Linked DNA regions of Mus musculus: region 2 is linked to region 1. Evidence: chromatin contacts called from public HiChIP or PLAC-seq data. All regions are on one chromosome and are shown on one strand. Each heading gives the region's core, a stretch centred on a gene start, on an enhancer-like site or on the middle of the called end of the contact. The rest is flanking DNA. Distances are from core to core; before and after follow the strand shown.

The links. HiChIP or PLAC-seq counts read pairs in DNA pulled down with a chosen protein or histone mark.
Region 2: an H3K27ac HiChIP or PLAC-seq map of embryonic stem cells shows a contact between it and region 1, with 25 read pairs. The contact joins the promoter of Nlrc4 here to the enhancer-like site in region 1. A contact is called at or near these places in 1 of 39 promoter capture datasets (macrophages), 1 of 484 Hi-C or Micro-C datasets (bone marrow-derived macrophages), 4 of 115 datasets of contacts at active chromatin or transcription factors (the HPC-7 cell line, bone marrow-derived macrophages and embryonic stem cells) and 3 of 9 other capture datasets (adipose tissue, liver and pancreatic islet).

Annotation. Positions count from the first base shown.
Region 1 is chr17:74,415,677-74,419,124 of GRCm38.p6, reverse strand. It overlaps Slc30a6 (solute carrier family 30 (zinc transporter), member 6), which reads right to left. Exons shown (of 14, transcript NM_144798.6): 11 at 3,403-3,448; 12 at 458-505. Among named protein-coding and RNA genes, the nearest start is that of Slc30a6, 22 kb to the right of the region's middle. Within about 2 kb of position 2,179, at least 30 of the 459 cell types and tissues checked have an H3K27ac peak or open chromatin away from gene starts, as enhancers often do. A contact at or near this core is called in embryonic stem cells, where this site is marked.
Region 2 is chr17:74,457,432-74,460,808 of GRCm38.p6, reverse strand. It overlaps Nlrc4 (NLR family, CARD domain containing 4), which reads left to right and starts at 1,701. Exons shown (of 9, transcript NM_001033367.3): 1 at 1,701-1,803.

The DNA.
Region 1 (3,448 bases), core at 930-3,429:
GACTCAGCTTGAGACACACAGACAGCTGTGTTAGAAAAAGTAGCCTTTCGAATACTGACAACCAAGAGCAGTGTCAACGCCCAAACCAATGATCTTTCTTCATTAGTGGATGGACTTCTACCCAAAGAAAATAACCTACAAACTGAGAATCTGGGTAGATTAGCATGTAGGCTTGGACTTTTGGCTTTAGTCAAAGAATGAGAAAGATCATTTATTCAGTTAATATGATGCCTTCTGACCATTATCTTCTACATTTACTTCAAGTCAATTTGTCTTCTTAAGCTGAGCAGTTTCTTAAATTTTTCTATTTTTGTCCTTATGTTATAGCTTCTACTATTAGTATAACACACACAACCTCTCCTAGAAGAAAATTCTACAGTTAATATATTATACATACCCACCCTTTTGTTTCTCTAACATAATTATGAAAGATAACATATTTACTATTTCAACTTACCTCTCTAATCAGTTTGTCCAACTGACCGATAACATGAGGTGGTGTTGTCTAAAAAAATAAAATAAAATAAAACATGAACAGCCTAGAGAGGAACGAACTTTGCAATAATGGTTCTGATGTCCCCCTAACACCCACAAATGGATGTCAAACCAGCCTTGGCTTTTGACAGACAGAGGTCTCACTGGCCTAATTACATCACTAATGGCCCACACACATTTTGTTTGTTTTTGTTTTTGAGCATGCCAGGAGCCTGCCCTGGCCTTTAGAATGAATGGCAGGAGGTGGGTCTCAGCTTCAGACGAAGGTCAAAGACTGATGATCTCTGACCTTGCAACTCGATCTTACTATTTTGTGCTAATAAGTGCTGGTTTCTGACTATTCCGTGGCGGGATGCTGCTGGTTTCTGGTAATAAACTCCTGCTGGCAGCAACAGGGGATGAAGAAGGGAAAGAAAAAGTTTAGTTGCTAGGGCTCTTTTCTTTCTGGCTCAAGGACCTCTCTCTGGCCAGGAGAGAGGCTTGGAACTGGTGTATTCTTTAAAAACCAGACAGAAAAGAAAGAAAATAATTTACACAGACAATACGCACAGACAGACACACACACATACACTTTGGCCAGGCCCAACTACATGTTTCATTAATTCCACAAGTGTTCATGCATACTCGCATACATACACATATAACTACACATGTGTGTATATACATACACATATATAACACATATAACTACACATGTGTGTACATACATACACATATATAACACATATAACTACACATGTGTGTACATACATACACATAGACAAACAGACATACACATATATACATTTGGATGGACCGGGCAGAGCCCCCCAAGCTGCCACCTTATTTGTTCTGGCCTTTTTATACCTTCTTAGACAAAAGCTCTTTAGACAATTATCTCATAGATAAAATGTCACACAAAGGAGGAGTTATGGAAGGACATTGATAGTAAGTTCAAAGCAGTGGTTCATTCTGTAAGCTCATTTTAAGTCCAAAGAATCAGTTTCCCATGGCCTGGCTTTATCATAGTGCACACCTGTACAGCCTCATCCTTGGACCTGACCTAGAATGACTGTTTTTTCTTGATTACAAATTTATCCCAAGACAATTTCTCTTCTTTGTGTAATTATGAAGGGTCATCGTATCCCAAAAGTATGCAACCTTTGCTTACTATTCTAAGGAGGGCACATATTCTCTTCTGGATTCTAACTTTATTACATCTTTCTGGCAAAACAACTAAAACTATCTCCTTAAATTTTTTTCCTAAAATTATTTGAATCAAATCAGGAATTCCATAAAGTCATTAATTCATCTAAATAGCATTAATTCATGAAAGTTCATATGCATGTTGATCTGCGTGAAATTTGCCCAATAAATAGGGTGGGCTGACATCCAGGAATCACTAGGCTATGTAATAGTGACAGGAAAGGCACATCAGCAGCAAGAAGCCATCCTGGCATGAAGTCTCTAGGGACCTTGCATTCTTAGCGCTCACCCAAAGCAGGTTATGTAAAACAGTGGGTGGGTCATCTCCAGAGAACTCACTTGTGTGCTTTTAGCTTTCCTAGGTGGTTTCTGTCAGGAACAAAAACACATTAAGGAGAAAGCCAGCGAGAGCGGGAGGGGCTCCCAGGGAGGAGTACATCACACCCACAGAGAAGCTGCTCCATTTCTCTAGAATCCACAAAGACCAACGGATCCAACCAGCACAGGGCTGAGGGACGGATGGCTCAGCGGTTAAGCATGTGCTTTCTGTGGTGGTGAGACACACCTTTAGGAGGAATTCTGTGACTTCGAGGCCAGCCTGATCCACACAGTGAATTCCAGGACAGTGAAGGCAATGATGAAAGCATGTCTCAAAAAAAAATCGAAAGCCAACAACAAAAAAAGAATGCTTACTGCCTCTGTAGAGGAGCAGAGTTTGGTACCCAGCATCCACACAGAGACTCACAACTGTCTATAATTCCAGTTCCAGGATATCTGAGTTCTCTCCTGACACCCGAGAACTCTCCCTGCACAAGGCACACATACAGACACTCAAGCACACACACATATAATAAAATAGCAGGCCGGGCAAGGGGGCTTACAGTTTTAATGCTAGCACCATTGTGGGAGAGAAGAGGCCAGCCTGGACTACACAGTGAAACACTGTCTCAAAAAGAAAAAAGATAAATAAATGAATAAAGAAAGTGAAATAAAAAAATAAATAAAATGAAGTAAAAAAGAACCAACCAACAAATTAAACAAAAAGTATATAAGAAATAGAAAAGCAACATTTCATTTAGTGTATAGTACTACATAAGGACTATGTTGTCAGGCTGGGCGGTGGTGGCGTACGCCTTTAATCCCAGCACTTGGGAGGCAGAGGCAGGCAGGTTTCTGGGTTTGAGGCCAGCCTGGTCTACAGAGTGAGTTCCAGGACAGCCAAGGTTACACAGAGACAGAGAAACCCTGTCTCGAAAAACAAAACAAAACAAAACAAAACAAAAAGGATTACCTTGTCTTTATTACTAAGAGCAGGATGTACACGCACCTAATTCTGGAAACCCTGTTTATATTACTTTAATACCCTTATTGTCACTACGATGATCAATGACAGGGGAAAAAGCAATAGAAAACAGACCAGAGCGTATTTACCCAAAGAAATGAAATATCCAAAAAAAAGTTACATAGCATTATTTCCATTTAAAACATGACTAGAACAAACAAATATAAATTTATGATTGCATGTAACAGGAACATATACGAGTATAAGCCTAAATTATCACATGGCAATAAAATTCCAACCCATTTCTGCTAAGTGAGCTCAGAGAACACTGTCTGACTTCACTGCTAAGGGCGCGCTTTATCTGCTGGAAGACACAGCATGCTGGGACGGAAACCCGGCTCACGTTAGACCAGCAGACTCGGTGATCACAAGAGCCTCACCTGGAGGAGCACTTTCCCACTGTACACACTCATGGGGTACATGGTG
Region 2 (3,377 bases), core at 452-2,951, 42 kb before region 1:
AAACAGTCTCCAGCAATTTGTGCAAAGACAGAGGAAAGAGTTGACAGAGAGCACTGTTGACAGAGAGCAGCGAGGCCTCTCTGTTTCAAGCTGAGTATGTCTTAGCTTTCTAGTATATTCGGGGATGCTGAGTATGTGTATGTCCGCTCAAGTCCCTGGCTTTGTGAGTTCAGAAGAGTCTCATGCATTATCAATCGTGTGGACACCTGACTAGCCTGGGCTAACTTGCCCCGACCCCAGTGACTGAGAGTACAGCTTTGCTGGAAACCAAGGTACAGAGATAAGTTTGTTTGCCTCTGTCCTCAGTGACAGTATGCTTGAACCAACCAAACCAGAACATTTCACTTTCCATCTTTTCTCTGTCCACCTCTTAATCCCCATTCATTATGAAAAAACCGAGTGAGGCATAGTGGCTCATGCCCACAATCTTCTTAGAAGGCAGAGGCAGGAGGATCAGAAGTCCAAGATAAGACAAGACATGCAAAAACCATACTGAGTGTCTAAAATACCAGAATTAAGAGTCCAGACAGAAGCTGATCAACTGATTAGAACTTTTTTTTTAAAGATTTTTATTTACATGAGTACACTGCAGCTGCCTTCAGAGACACACTAGAAGAGAGCATCGGATCTCATTACAGATGGTTGTGAGCCACCATATGGTTACTGGGAATTGAACTCAGGACCTCTAGCAGAGCAGTCAGTGCTCTTAACCACTGAGCCATCTCTCCAGCCCCTTTGAACTTCTTTATTATCCACTTCTGTGTCTGACCTATCGGGCAAAAACCTGTGGGATTTATTAACAAAGCTGGGTACCAGCTCATAACAACCCAGATGGCTCAAGATGGCCTCAGATCTGGAGTCTTTACCAAGGCTTTCTTTTCTTTGCTACAACCTGCCTACCCAATGTTTCCACCAATGTATTTGAAATTATGTTGATTGATGACTTTTTTGTTGTTGTTGTCCTGTTAATATAAAAGCTTCCTGAAACTAAGTAGTGATGTGCCTTTAATCTAAGCACTCAGGAGGCAGAGTCAGGTGGGTCTCTGTGGGGTTCAAGGTAGCCTGATCTATACTGGGAGTACCAGGGTAGCCAAGGGTACGTAAAAAGAGTCTGTCCCAAAACAAAACAAAACAGAATAACACACACACACACACACACACACACACACACACGCACACACGCACACGCACACACACAACCTTCATGGAACAGTTGCTGCTTTTGAACTTTGAGTACCCTGTCTTCCTGGGCCTTGTCATTCAAAGCTTTCTCATTCCCTTTGCTTGGAGAAATAAACAGTTGTTAACTCTTTTTTTTTTTTTTTAAATGCAACATACCTTTTAAAGATTTATTTATTCATTTTTTTTTTAATGTATATGAGTACACTGTTGCTGTCTTCAGACACACCAGAAGAGGGCATCAGATACCATTACAGATGGATGTGAGACACCATGTGGTTACTGGGAATTGAACTCAGGACCTCTGGAAGAGCAGTCAGTGCTCTTAAAGGCTGAGCCATCTTCCAGCCCCAGTTGTTAACTCTTTACCACATGAATAACCAGGAAGCAAAGAGTGCCTAAGTTCAAAGTCCCTACTTCCTGGCTACTCAGTCACTCCTTTTTCTTGCTACGTAATTATGTAAATACCCCGATTATTATGGTTCTTAAGCAAGAGAAGAACCCACCAGGCACTTCCTTTTTTCTACAGTTGTCTCTCATGGACAAAGAAGTTTGGATTAAGAAAGAAAGAAAATTACTTTTAAGACGACTTTTCCTTCGAAGGCAACTGGATTGCTTGGCCAGGTACCTCGGGGAGAGGGAATAGGTTTTTAAATCAGTTTTAGAGTCAGATCCTGAAATTAGAATTTAGGTCCACTGAAGCCTGTGTCTGTGAGGTTGTCCTGCAGTGGATGGTTTGCCCATTGGGCTGATTTGCCTGCAGGGAAACTTGGTTTGAGGGTAGGCAGTGTTGGGGGCGGGTGGTTAGCCTGGTTGGTCTGTTGGAGTTTAGCTGCGTTTTTCTGAGTTGGTGTTAAGGATTTGGAGCCCTAGAGAACGCCTTTGTATTTACTATGGAGACAAAAAGACTTAGAAAATGCTTTTTGGCCTCACAGGAAGGAAACCCAGAGCTGAGGGAGAGAGAGACTGCTTGGTCCGTCCAGTGTCCTGAGCCTCTGACAAGATACTTGAACTTGGACAGAAAAGTTAAGCAAGTCCCTCTTGGGGATAGGAAGAATGCTTATAGAAAGTGTGTTACAGACCTGCGTTGTGTGCTGAGGTGTTTCCAGCCCCAGTGTGTCTAGGAAGTGCTTTACAGACTTGAGTTGTGTGATAACAGATAAGGTGTGTCCATTCTTTATCTCAGAGCATCTTAATAACCCCGTTGCCGGGGTGGAATCAGGCTCTCCTAACTTCCCTTAACCTCTTTTATTCTTCCAGTCTCCCATTACTCCCACTTGTGCCTATAGACAATTTTCATACACTATTTACATAGCACTAAGAGTATTCAGTGAGCTGCGGGTGTCCAAAGGAGATCTAAGAAGATTCTAGATCAGGACATTTTTATACTGGAATGATAGATGAATCACAGGGACTGGTGGCCTCTGTTCCATCCGTCTTCCTGGTTAATCATCGCTATAGTCCCAGGCTTGGAGCAGATGTGAGTGCTAACAGTTCAGCAAAGGAAGCATAATCCAGAGGCAGGGGAGATGCTCAGGGGGAAGGGGCACTTGTCGCCGAGCCTGTTGACCAGAGTTTGATCCCTGGGACACAGATTATTCCAGGAGAGAACTGACTTTTGCTAGTTTTTCTCTAATCTCTACACAAATGCCGTGGCACTCTCGAGCACCCCTACCCACCCACCCACCCACCCACCCACACACACACACCAATCAACCAATGTGAAAAAAATTTACACATGCTGCCTTTCTGTAGCCAATTATATGAGTTCTTTCCCCCTAGTTGTGGGAGTGACACACGAGACGTAGGTCAAGAAGGATTTCAGTTTTCTGAGGAACTCACATCACGATCTGAAAGAACATTATCACTTAAGCTGGATGTGGGAGCTCATGGCAGTCATCTTCACACTGAGAAGGCTAAGACCAGAGCGTTACCATGAGTCTGAGACTAGACTGAGCTAGACAGTGAGTCCCAGGCCAGACGTGGCTATGCTGTATGACCTTGTTTCAAATAAGAAAGAGAATCTTATTTGCCAAGGCATGAACATAAGAAAAGGATCGCTTCCACACAATTCCGGTATTTTGGGTGGGTAGGAAGATTTTCAGGGCATGACTCCAAATCCAGATGGTCAAACTGGTCACAACTCCACCTTGTTTTGAATTGTATGTATGTATGTATGTATGTATGTATGTATGTAT